Regions from separate parts of the Capra hircus genome. Here region 1 is linked to region 2. A link is a contact called in public Hi-C data. All regions are on one chromosome and are shown on one strand. The core of a region is the stretch at or near the end of the contact, and the rest is flanking DNA. Distances in the headings are between cores, read along the strand shown. Region 1 has its middle 27 kb from the start of TRNAW-CCA. Region 2 holds the start of SUB1 (activated RNA polymerase II transcriptional coactivator p15).

Evidence for each region. Hi-C and Micro-C count contacts between places; a contact is called where the count stands out from the background.
Region 1: a Hi-C map of blood shows a contact between it and region 2, with 3 times the contacts expected there. The contact joins the enhancer-like site here to the promoter of SUB1 in region 2. A contact is called at or near these places in 3 of 5 Hi-C or Micro-C datasets (all in blood).

Annotation. Positions count from the first base shown.
Region 1 is chr20:41,092,640-41,098,493 of ARS1.2, reverse strand. No RefSeq gene overlaps it. Among named protein-coding and RNA genes, the nearest start is that of TRNAW-CCA, 27 kb to the right of the region's middle. Within about 2 kb of position 2,968, at least 3 of the 5 cell types and tissues checked have an H3K27ac peak or open chromatin away from gene starts, as enhancers often do.
Region 2 is chr20:41,031,500-41,037,361 of ARS1.2, reverse strand. SUB1 (activated RNA polymerase II transcriptional coactivator p15) reads left to right here and starts at 3,533. Exons shown (of 5, transcript XM_005694825.3): 1 at 3,533-3,629.

The DNA of each region.
Region 1 (5,854 bases), core at 1,719-4,218, 62 kb before region 2:
GTCCATGGGGTTGCAAAGAGTTGGACAAGACTGAGTGACACCATTTACTGAAAAGGCCATCCTTTCCTCACTGTATATTCTTGGCTCTTTTATTGTAAATTACTTGACCATATATATGTGGGTTTATTTCTCGGGTCTCTGCTATGTTCCATTAATCCATGTGTCTGTTTTTATGCTGATGCCACACTATTTTGATTATTATAGCTTTATAATATAGTTTGAAATCAGGGAGCATTATAAAGCTAAGATCTTTGAGGAAAGCTTTCAGTCTTTCATTGCTCAGCATGATGTTAGCTCTGGGTTTTAATATATGGCCTTTAATATGTTAGATATTGCATTTTTGAAAGAAGTATCTTTTTGCTGTATAATCTTTGATGGGTTTCATCGGACAAAGTGTCTGGTGTGAAACAGAATGTGGAGCACATTTTTGTTTAGACAACATCAAGGTCTAGGAGTCAATAACAAATGGACACTGTCATTTGTTATGTCAGAGCTTTCTGAGGCCAAACTACAAACTGTAAACAAGAGAGGGAGGATAGGAGTGTAATCTAGATGCTAGCTGAGACCAGGGAAATGGAGAGTTCCCTGAACATTTCCTAACTTTCTGAACTTGAACCTTTCTGGGCTGAAATTTATAAGAGCATGACTGGCTCCCCTTCAGTTAGAGCTTTCTGAGGCCAAACGACAAACCATAAACAAGACAGATCTACGAAAGAGCAGTGCTTGGTATTGAGAGAATGCATTCGTGAAGGTAGAAGCCAGGAATGTTCTGATAATTGCCTCCTCTCTTCTCCAGGGGGAGAAGAGGGGTCAGTTATGCTCCTGTGAATTTCAGAGCAGAAAGCTTCAATAACAAAAAGTTAGGAAATGTTCCGGGGACTCTCCATTTCTCTGGTTTTAGTTAGGGTCTAGATTATACTCCTGTCCTCCCCCCCACCCCTTGTTCTCTCATTTATCCCTATGAGAAAAGGACTGGTCTGCACAGTTAATGAGCTAGCGAGAAGGGACTGGGCACGTTCGTTCAGCCTTTTCACTGCCATCTTCTAGGGTGTTTGCCCTGAGGCCATGCCGACCTGTGCTCTGCTGGGTAGCAAGCTCTGACACACTCAGTGTGTCCTTTGTTACTGTGACCCAGCAAGTCAGCCTATACTCATTCAGGATGAAATATTAGTAAGTTACTCTAGATATACCCTTAAACCATATTTTCCAATCCCCTTGCTAACAACAAGAACAGTTTGATTTTTGTCAATTTTAAAAATTTTATGTCTGCGGCCTCCATTGCCTTCTTTCTCCATTGAGCCCAGACTAAGGAAAAAAAGAAAGGAATATTATTTTGGCTTTCTGAACTCCCAATACTATAGAATAGTAGTTTGTTGTTCTTGTTTAGTCTCTCAGTCGAGTCTGACTCTTTTGCAACCTCGTGGACTGTATCCCGCCAGGTTCCTCTGTCCATGGCCTTTCCTAGGCAAGAATAATAGAGTGGGTTGCCATTTCCTTCTCCAGGGGATCTTCCTAACCCAGGAGACTTTGTGTCTCCTGAATTGCAGGCTGATTCTTTACCACTGAGTCACTGGGGAAGCTCTGGGGGAGCCTCTGTTTAGAATAGTATACAGAGTTAAAAAGAACTAAATGGCTCCATGTAGAAAGATTTGATTGAAGAAATCCTATTATTAATTTAAAAAATCATGCTGTGAAAGAAATCAGGTATTATATGATCCTGTTTTTTAAGAAAAGCTCCATAAGCTTATAATTCTCTATATTTGTCCATGTACAGTTATATACGTAAGTACATTGTAGAAAGTTTTGGAAGGACATGCTCCAAATTAACAACAGTGACTTCTGTATGTTGTACTGGATTTTTCAAAAAAATACAATAAATCCATATAATTTAAAAATGAGTCTTGCAGGCGAATCGAGTGTCTGGCTGATAGCCCGAAGCCCTTTTTGAAGGTCCAGAGGCCTATTTTTATTATTTCTTGCTTAGGAGTTGAACCCTGGCACTCTGCAGTGAAAGTGTGGAGTCTTAACCCCTGGACTGCCGGGGAAGTCAATGGGCTTGATTTTTCTGGAGTGCTTTCTGTGACAGGCACTGGTGGCTTGGCCTGGTTCAGTGTACTGCGTTGGGCCAGGCAGGAACTGTGCTTTTAAGGGGTTTTAAGGGGTTTTAAGGGGTTAATGAGGTGTGTAGAATGAAGTGTGAGGATGCCACCAGAACCATCACAGCATCTGATGCACCTGCGGACCTGTCCCTGAAAAAGCTCTGTGTGGGTGTGGAGTGAGAAAATGCAAGGATATTCAAACTCCGGATTTTCTCCTTCCCTTTGAGGTACGTTGTAGTTTACCTTCAAACCACCAGGGGGCACACGCACTCAGGGCAGAGATCCGGCCTGGGTCTGGGCGGGAGCTGGGGTGGTGTTGGGGGATGGGGAGGACTAATTACTTCCAAGTGCGGGGAACTCAGCGGCCTCTTCCCCGAGGCCAAAGAAATTAACTCTTCAGTTGGCCAATTGGGTTGTCTTTTTGAAAATTGGTTTCTGCCCTGTGGCTACTGGCTCTAAAACAGGTTTCTAAAAACAGTGTGTTAACAAATGTTATTTAACTTTTTTTTTTTTCCATTTGACTCTTAATAATCTCAACTTTCATCTGAGAGCTCTTGGAGCTGGTTGCTTCTTTCTCACGAGTTAACTTTTAAGTCCTCTGCAAATATGGCAAAAAAATGAGTGAGGGAAGAGACCACCATTTGTCCTCATTTTTGTCGTGAAAAATTAAATCACACATAAAAAGACGTATCCTTTTGTAAACGGAAAGAAAAAAGAAAAATGGCACAGAAATTCCTGGAAGCAACACTCCATCTTTTTGTTTTGTTTGTTTTGTTTTAAGGCTGTGAGCAGATGGCCTGGCTCCATCAAATAGACACAAACTTGGAGCTGACTAGAAAAGAGTTCACCGGGAATTCAGGAGAGCGGGCGGTGCGCACAGCTCACCCCATCTCCCTGGGGCTCCATTTCACGGAGTGTAGTCAGCCTATCGCGTTCATCTGAACCACATGGGGGGAAGGAGGCTTGCGAAAATGTGGCTTTCTGGACTGCATCCCAATCTATTGAATCAGAAGTTAAATCTCTGAATCTATGTTTTTAAACAAGTTGCCTAGTTGATTTCCTGTGAATGTACATTACTTTTGAGATGAGAGGTAGGCCTCCTGGGGTGATATAAGAGGGGGACATGTGACACCTAGGGATATTTGTGTATTGGATTTCAGGGACCTTACCTTTGGGTAAAGAGCACCTCTCTCAGGAGGCTGCTCCCTGTGGAAAACAAAGTGGCTGGCAGCTTGACCTAAGGATGCCAGGAGAGGCTGTGAGCCTGTTAGGTCTGGCCATGGCTGGTCATTGGGAAGCATTTGGAAGGAGAAATGGACAGTACAGGAAGTTGCTGTGAAGCATCCCTGAGGAATTTTTGTTCTCCAGTACTCAGAAGCACCCAGAAATTCCAGGAAATAAAATCCAACAATATTGGTACCTTCTGCGGAGCACCTGTGAAAAAGTCCTCTTGAAAAGTCCCAAATGTCTCCCTTACTATGGGAAATCTCACTTAATCATGCTTCCTGGAATTTCACCAAGTATAGCTTCATTTGTGTGGGATTTTTGTTTTGTTTTTAAATCTCCTTTTCAAATGCAAATCCCCCTGGGAAAATGAAGCTTCTATTCACACATTGGAGAGAATTTGCTTATTACCTCTTACTGCAAAATTGTGATCTCTCACACTAAGAAGAAAAGGAAACATTTTTATTGAATTGAGAGGAAGAGGACTTTTAGAGCCAGGAAAGCTTAATTAGGGTAGAAAAGTGGGAATAGGACATTGATTCCAGGGACATTCTTAGCAGGGAAAATGCCAAGAGCTGCTTCAAGCCCTGGAATAATCTTAGCCAGAAGAAATGAGAAATAGTGAGTACTGAGAGTGGGCTCTTGTCTAACACTCCAGAAATGAATAGTCCAAGGAGACATACATGCTGACAAAGCAAGAGACTTTATTGGAAAGGGGCACATCAGTGGGAGCAGTGAAGTAAGGGGACCCAGGAGAACTACTCTGCCAGGTGGCTTGCAGTCTCAGGTTTTATGGTGATAGGATTAGTTTCCAGGTTGTCTTTGGCTGATCATTATGACTCAGGGTCCTTCCCGGTGGTGCACGCATTGCTCAGCCAGGATGGATGCCAGCAAGAAGGATTCTGGAAGGTGGAAGGACACATGATGTCTCCTTTTGACCTTTCCCGAATTCTTTTGGTTGGTAGTGGCTTGTTAGTTCCTTATTCCTTACCAGGACCTTTTGTTGTAAAATAACTCATGCACTCATCTCACATACTAGTAAAGTAATGCTCAAAATTCTCCAAGCCAGACTTCAGCAATACGTGAACCATGAACTCCCTGATGTTAAAGCTGGTTTTAGAAAAGGCAGAGGAATCAGAGGTCAAATTGCCAACATCCGCTGGATCATGGAAAAAGCAAGAGAGTTCCAGAAAAACATCTATTTCTGCTTTATTGACTATGCCAAAGCCTTTGACTGTGTGGATCACAATAAACTGTGGAAAATTCTGAAAGAGATGGGAATACCAGACCACCTAACCTGCCTCTTGAGAAATCTGTATGCAGGTCAGGAAGCAACAGTTAGAACTGGACATAGAACAACAGACTGGTTCCAAATAGGAAAAGGAGTATGTCAAGGCTGTATATTGTCACCCTGCTTATTCAACTTCTATGCAGAGTACATCATGAGAAACGCTGGACTGGAAGAAACACAAGCTGGAATCAAGATTGCCAGGAGAAATATCAATAACCTCAGATATGCAGATGACACCACCCTTATGGCAGAAAGTGAAGAGGAGCTAAAAAGCCTCTTGATGAAAGTGAAAGAGGAGAGTGAAAAAGTTGGCTTAAAGCTCAACATTCAGGAAACGAAGATCATGGCATCTGGTCCCATCACTTCATGGGAAATAGATGAGGAAACAGTGGAAACAGTGTCAGACTTTATTTTTTAGGGCTCCAAAATCACTGCAGATGGTAACTGCAGCCATGAAATTAAAAGACGCTTACTCCTTGGAGGAAAAGTTATGACCAACCTAGATAGTATATTCAAAAGCAGAGACATTACTTTGTCAACTAAGGTCCATCTAGTCAAGGCTATGGTTTTTCCATTGGTCATGTATGGATGTGAGAGTTGGACTGTGAAGAAGGCTGAGTGCCGAAGAATTGATGCGTTTGAAGTGTGGTGTTGGAGAAGACTCTTGAGAGTCCCTTGGACTGCAAGGAGATCCAACCAGTCCATTCTGAAGGAGATCAACCCTGGGATTTCTTTGGAAGGAATGATGCTAAAGCAGAAGCTCCAGTACTTTGGCCACCTCATGCGAAGAGCTGACTCATTGGAAAAGACTCTGATGCTCGGAGGGATTGGGGGCAGGAGGAGAAGGGGATGACCCAGAATAAGATGGCTGGATGGCATCACGGACTCGATGGATGTGAGTCTGAGTGAACTCCGGGAGTTGGTGATAGACGGGGAGGCCTGGCGTGCTACGATTCATGGGGTTGCAAAGAGTTGGACACAACTGAGCGACTGAACTGAACTGAACTGAATGGTTACTATGGTGCCTGGCCAGGGTGGGCAGTTTCAATCAGTTTGCTTCCACTAACAAATCTAAATCACCCTAATTTCTATTTTGCCTCCTTGGTCTATGGAGTAGATTGTGCTGTGACCACAAACAGTCCCCACATCTCCGTGGCTTAGCAGAACGGAGGTTATGTCTCGATTATGTCCCCTGTCCACTGTGGGTTGGCAGAGGGACTAGACTTGCTATTGTCACTTA
Region 2 (5,862 bases), core at 2,284-4,783:
TGTAAGCATCTCAGCGGGGAGACAGAGAAGTATTTTTGAACGCAGTCATAGTGGGGAGCTGCGGAAAGGGGTTAGGTAGGATTCAACATGACACATTAGGAGCAAGATGCGTCTGCACTTTAGGTTTCTGAATGATATGATTACAGGTACAATCGAGCAAATAAAAACCAGAACAACCAACATATGAACCCTGAGCTTCCACATTTCCCTTTCAGGTGAGACACTGACACAGACCATCATTATCTAGGAGAATATGGCTTTCATTAAATCTCAATGTGTCTCCCAAGTGGAGTGCTTATAAAATAAGTTATTCTAAACCATGTACACTTAACTTTGGAATGGAGACACACAGACACATGTAAACATGAAAAGAGTCACTCTGTTCCACGTCTGGGTCCAGACCAGTCCGGGCGTGGTGGAATATTAAGAGGCTGGGGCCTGATTAAACAATGAAGATGCAGGAGCCCAGACAGTATTAAATAAATCATTAGGAGACAATCAAGAAATGGCTTGTACATTAAACCATTTCAAAAAACCAAGTTTGACTAAATATTTTCAAGTCTGTCTTATTTAGAAAAGCAGAACATTTAAAATCAAAATTATCTGAGTGTATTTAAAATTGCCACCCTAGTTCATAGTAATTTTCTATTTTATTACTTTTGGGCTAAGGATTAAATATTTTCTTAGGCAAAAATCTCTTCTATGTTCTCAATTATTATGCTGTAAACAATTTTTGTTTCATGGTTCTTTTTTTTTTATTACTTGCAGTTTTGTTCATCTTCATTGAATTTCATATTTGAGAGACTCTTGTCTTGATTGAAACAAATTTGCATGACCATTGCTTTCCTCTGGTTTGGAGATAAGACTCTTACACGGCCTTGTGGACCTCCTAGAGAGCACGGTGCATTGACCTCCATCCTTAGATTGTAGTAAAGGGGAGAATGTGAGCCCTTACTTTCTCAGACTTGGGTCAGGGAGCTCAGCAGGGCCCTGTCTTTTTGAGTGACCCCATAGGGACTTCATTGTTTCTTTCTGACTTCAAGAATAGGGATCCACTTTGTAACTCCTCAGAGGAACTGTTCTTTGGCTCATAACTTGTGCTTTTCTCCATGGATTAGTTTTCTTGCCTTAATTTCACAGGAATGTAAGCTTCAGGAGCTCTGTAAGGGGTGAGGTTTTTGTCTGTTTTCTCTTCTGCTGTATTTGTACCACCAGCATCTGGGTCAGTATCTGGTGTACATAGTAGGTGCTCAATAAAAATGTGTTCAATGAGTTTCTAAAAAAAAAATCAACATTCAAAAAAACGAACAGCATGGCATCCAGTCCCATCATTTCATGGCAAATAAATGGGAAAAAAGTGGAAACAGAGGCAGACTTTATTTTTTTGGGCTCCCAAATCACTGTGGATGGTGACTGCAGCCATGAAATTAGAAGATGCTTGCTCCTAGGAAAAAAAGCTATGGTAACCTAGACAGCATATTAAACAGCAGATACATCACTTTGCCAACAAAAGTCTGTATAATCAAAGCTATGCTTTTTCCAGTGATCATGTACGCATGTGAGAGTTGGACCATAAAGAAGGCTGAGAGCTGAAGAATTGATGCTTTTGAACTGTGGTGCTGGAGAAGACTTGAGAGTCCTTTGGACAGCAAGTAGATCAAAACAGTCAATCCTAAAGGAAATCAACCCTGAAAGTTCACTGGAAGCACTGATGCTGAAGTTGAAGTTCCAATACTTTGGCCACCTGATGCGAAGAGCTGACTCATTGGAAAAGACCCTGATGCTGGGAAAGATTGAAGGCAAGAGGAGAAGAGGGCAGCAGAGGATGAAATGGATAGCATCAGCGACTTAATGGACATGAGTTTGAACAAACTCCAGGAGACAATGAAGGACAAGGAAGCCTGGAGTGCTGCAGCCCATGGGGTCACAGAGACGGACATGACTTAGCAATTGAACAATGCCTATCTAACTATTACCCAGACCAAGATATATTCAGCATCCCAGCAGATTCCTTCATACTCACTCCAAGTGATAGTCCCCTGAGGCCAACCTGACCTAGATCGCTATGGATTATTTTTGCTTTTTTTGTGCTTTGCATAAAAGGAACTAGACAGCAAGTATTTCATTTTTAAGAAGTAGTCATGTAGCCTGATGTTGCATGCATAGAAGTGGGCTAGAGCATTTGAGGTCTCCCTCAGTCTGTAGCGTCCAGGATTTGAATCATGACTCATTCTCTGTATCACCTATAGCAGAACTTATTTAACCTTGTAAACCCTTGGTTTCTTTATAAAATGGAGAGAACAATCATTTCTACACTGGAAAGGGCTTATTAGGACAAGTGTTATATGTGAAGTGCCTCACTGCAGTGCCTGGAACATAGTGGATGCTTGATAAATGTGTTGAATATGTACTCTTGGCTATAGTAGGCATTCATTAAATATAGATTCAAAGACTCTATGAGTCATATTCCTGCTTATAGCATGGATATCTCTTGCCTTCTGTGAGCTCACATTTGCAGAACTTTAGGTACCTTTTTTTTTTTTTTTTTGGCCCCAGGACTTGCAGGATCTTAGTTCCCTGACCAGGGATTGAACTTCAGGCATCTGGCAGTGAAAGTGCCAAGTCCTAACCACTGGACTCCCAGGGAGTTCCCAGAACTTCAGTTTAGGAATAAGTGTGTGGGTGTGTGGTAAGGACTTCTGGGAAGACTTTTTTGCACTTTCTGGAATTAAACGTTATGACTGTGACTTCCTTCCTTTGAATTCTACCAGCCAGGATCAAATACCAGAGTAGGGGGTAGCAGGCAAGGATCATTTCTTGGAAAATAGGCCAGAAGGGTTCTTTTTCAGATCTTTCTTCAGACATTTCACTTTAACACAAGAAACATTAATGGAACAAGTGCAAAGCACGGTGCTCATCAGTTCAGTCGCTCAGTCTTGTCAGACTCCTTGCGACCCCATGGACTGCAGCACGCCAGGCCTCCCTGTCCATCACCAACTCCTGAGTTTACTCAAACTCACGTCCATTGAGTCGGCGATGCCATCCAACCATTTCATACTCTGTCGTCCCGTTCTTCTCCAGCCTTCAATCTTTCCCAGCATCAGGGTTTTTTCAAATGAGTCAGTTCTTCGCATCAGGCGGCCAAAGTATTGGAGTTTCAGCTTCAGCATCAGTCCTTCCAGTGAATATTCAGGACTGATTTCCTTAAGGATAGACTGGTCCGATCTCCTTGCAGTCCAAGGGACTCTCAAGAGTCTTCTCCAACACCACAGTTCAAAAGCATCGATTCTTCGGTGCTCAGCTTTCTTTATAGTCCAACTCTCACATCTATATATGACCACTGGAAAGACCATCGTTGCTAGCCATTCATGTTTAGTTCGTTCCCTCTTTCACTCACAGTCAAATCCAATCTTCGCTGCATCTTTCCCGGTTTCAGTTTAGGATGAGGGGCGGACCCTTTAAGGCCCTGGAAAGGGTTTCGGTGTCGGGTTTTGGCGAGGAAGCCACGCCCCGTCGCGTGTGCGTAGTCTCAGCGGGGCGGGGCCGGCGTCTCTCTGCTGCCGTCACTTCCGTTTCTCTGTCAGTCGCTAGTGAGAGAGCAGCAGGCACTTCGGCTACTGGAGCGGAGCGTGAGTGCACGGGACCCCGCCCCCACCCCCTACCCGTCGAAGCACCGCTCGGCCGACCCCTACCTTCCCAGCTCGGCCACTCTCCGCCTGACGCCCGGGTTCCTTGTCGGCCACGGCCGCAGGAAATGGCGGCGCTGCCTGATCTCCCCCTTCCCTTCCTCGGCCTCTCCGGACCCCCTCCTCCGTCCCGGACTACGAGCCCCACGCGTTTCAGGCCCCTTGGCGCCTGAAGCTGGCTCCCGGGAACGGCCCCGGGGTAGCGGGTGAGGCGATCTCGGGCGGCGGGTGCGGCCGGGCGGGGCCGAGGAGCCTCGGGAAGGGGCCCGGGGCACCCCCGGGACAATGCAGCAGCGGCCCGGTCCCGGGCGGGGGCGCGTGCGGGGCCTGCGTCTCTGGGGTCCTCATCCTTGCTCCCCGGAGCTGGGACGCTCTAGGGACGGGAGGGAGCGGACCGGGTCTGAGGAGGCCGGGGGTGCGGCGGGGGAGTCCGTGGGTGGAGGAGTGAACGGCTGGTGTGTTGAGGGGGAGTGAGCTATTCGAGGGAAGAAAATGGCGCTTGGTGCAAGTCCCTCCTCTTCCCACTCCGTCTCCTCTGCATTTCGCCGCCTCCTACGCCCCCTCCGACCAACCTGTCTCCCACCGCCCCAGCCATCGCCTGTCCCGGGGTTCGGGAGGCTTGCTGGCATCCCGGGACCCGCTTCCCCCGTTTGGGTGCTTACCACCCTCGTGTGGTACCGAATTCTCGTGCCCTTTAGTTCTAGTTTATCTTTACCTCTTATTTTCTAATCCTTCTTCCCCCAGGCCTTTATTAAAAATGAAGATTTCCTTTTTTTTTTAAGCTGTTTTTTGCCTTTTCTGTATATTCCGCACGACTATTACTCGTAATTCAGTATTACTTTGCCTGAATTACGAGCCACGCCGTCCCCACTCCCCGCTCCCGAACAGTAAAGGCTCATTAAGTAAAAGTGAAAATATATTTTGTTAGTAGTTCAAAGAGTGGTTTAGTTACCATTATCTGGTTTTCATGACGGAGGGACTTATTTGGGTTAAACACGAGGTGGTTCTTTGAAATGATCTTAGCCACCCCGGGCACCTTTAATGAGCAGATGGTGTAGTTATGCTTGACCGTTTCAAAGTGAAAAATAGGTTATGTTCAATTTAATTACCTTAAAAAAAAAAAAGCTTCTTGGCATTATTAGCAGCTAGCACACAGAAACAACTACATTGATTTTGGAGATTAGGCTGTAAAGTGGAGCAGTAACTGGATTAATGTATAAAATGTGGTTGTGAACGTTGCTGGCTCCCCTCTGAATTTACTCTTCTTGTTATCAAGAAATTGCCAGTTAAAATCAACATGGCTGGGTGGAGCATGGTTTGAGCTTTTTGAATTTAGTGGCTAGAGTAGGGATGGCCCATTTCTTTTACCTTGACCTCCTCTTGTGAGACACATTGAATGCCATTGCTATGCAAGTTTAGTCCACAGCTGAATTATTTATGGTTGTTGAAGTCTTTTTTTTCTCTTTTATTCAGCAAACATTTACGGTGTCTCTTGTGTATATTGGGCCCTTGAGGGCATATAGAAATTAATAGGGCTCAGTCTCTTCTGAATTGGAGATGCAGGGAGCGAAAGATACTTGCTATGAAAATACATGGAGTTTTACCACTTGGTATTACAAGTGCTTTGAAAAGAGGTAGAGCATGAAATTCCTTGAAATGTGGGAAACATAGAGGCACAAGACTCTGTTTTAGGTTCAGGCACTCTGTAAACTCCACAGGGAAGGCACTAGCCTAGGTACCTCTGTCTGGGGGGATCTCCAAAATCTAGGGAACTAGGGTCATAGGAAGTGGAGGAAAGGATTTACCCCTCCCGTAAGCAGGTTCTTCAAATTTTAGTTATATTTCAGAGTAGAAAATCAGTGTGAAATGTAAGTGAACGTTAATTATGTATAACTTTGAATCAGAACTTGCTGTTTTGATTGGAATGGTCAAAACGAAAAGATTAAGAACCTATACAGAACATGAAAAGTATGACTATAATGATAAAGCTAATTAGATAAAGACAGCTGTATAGTACAGTTGTCCACCATGCTGTGTGTACATTGGGATTAATTCCTGCAATGAATAATTGTATGTAAGTCTCATTGGTGGGAAATAAAAAGCAATACTGAGAATTGTTCATATTTCTTCCTGGTTTGACAGTGATTGCTGTCAGCTGTCTCTTTGCAGTGTACTT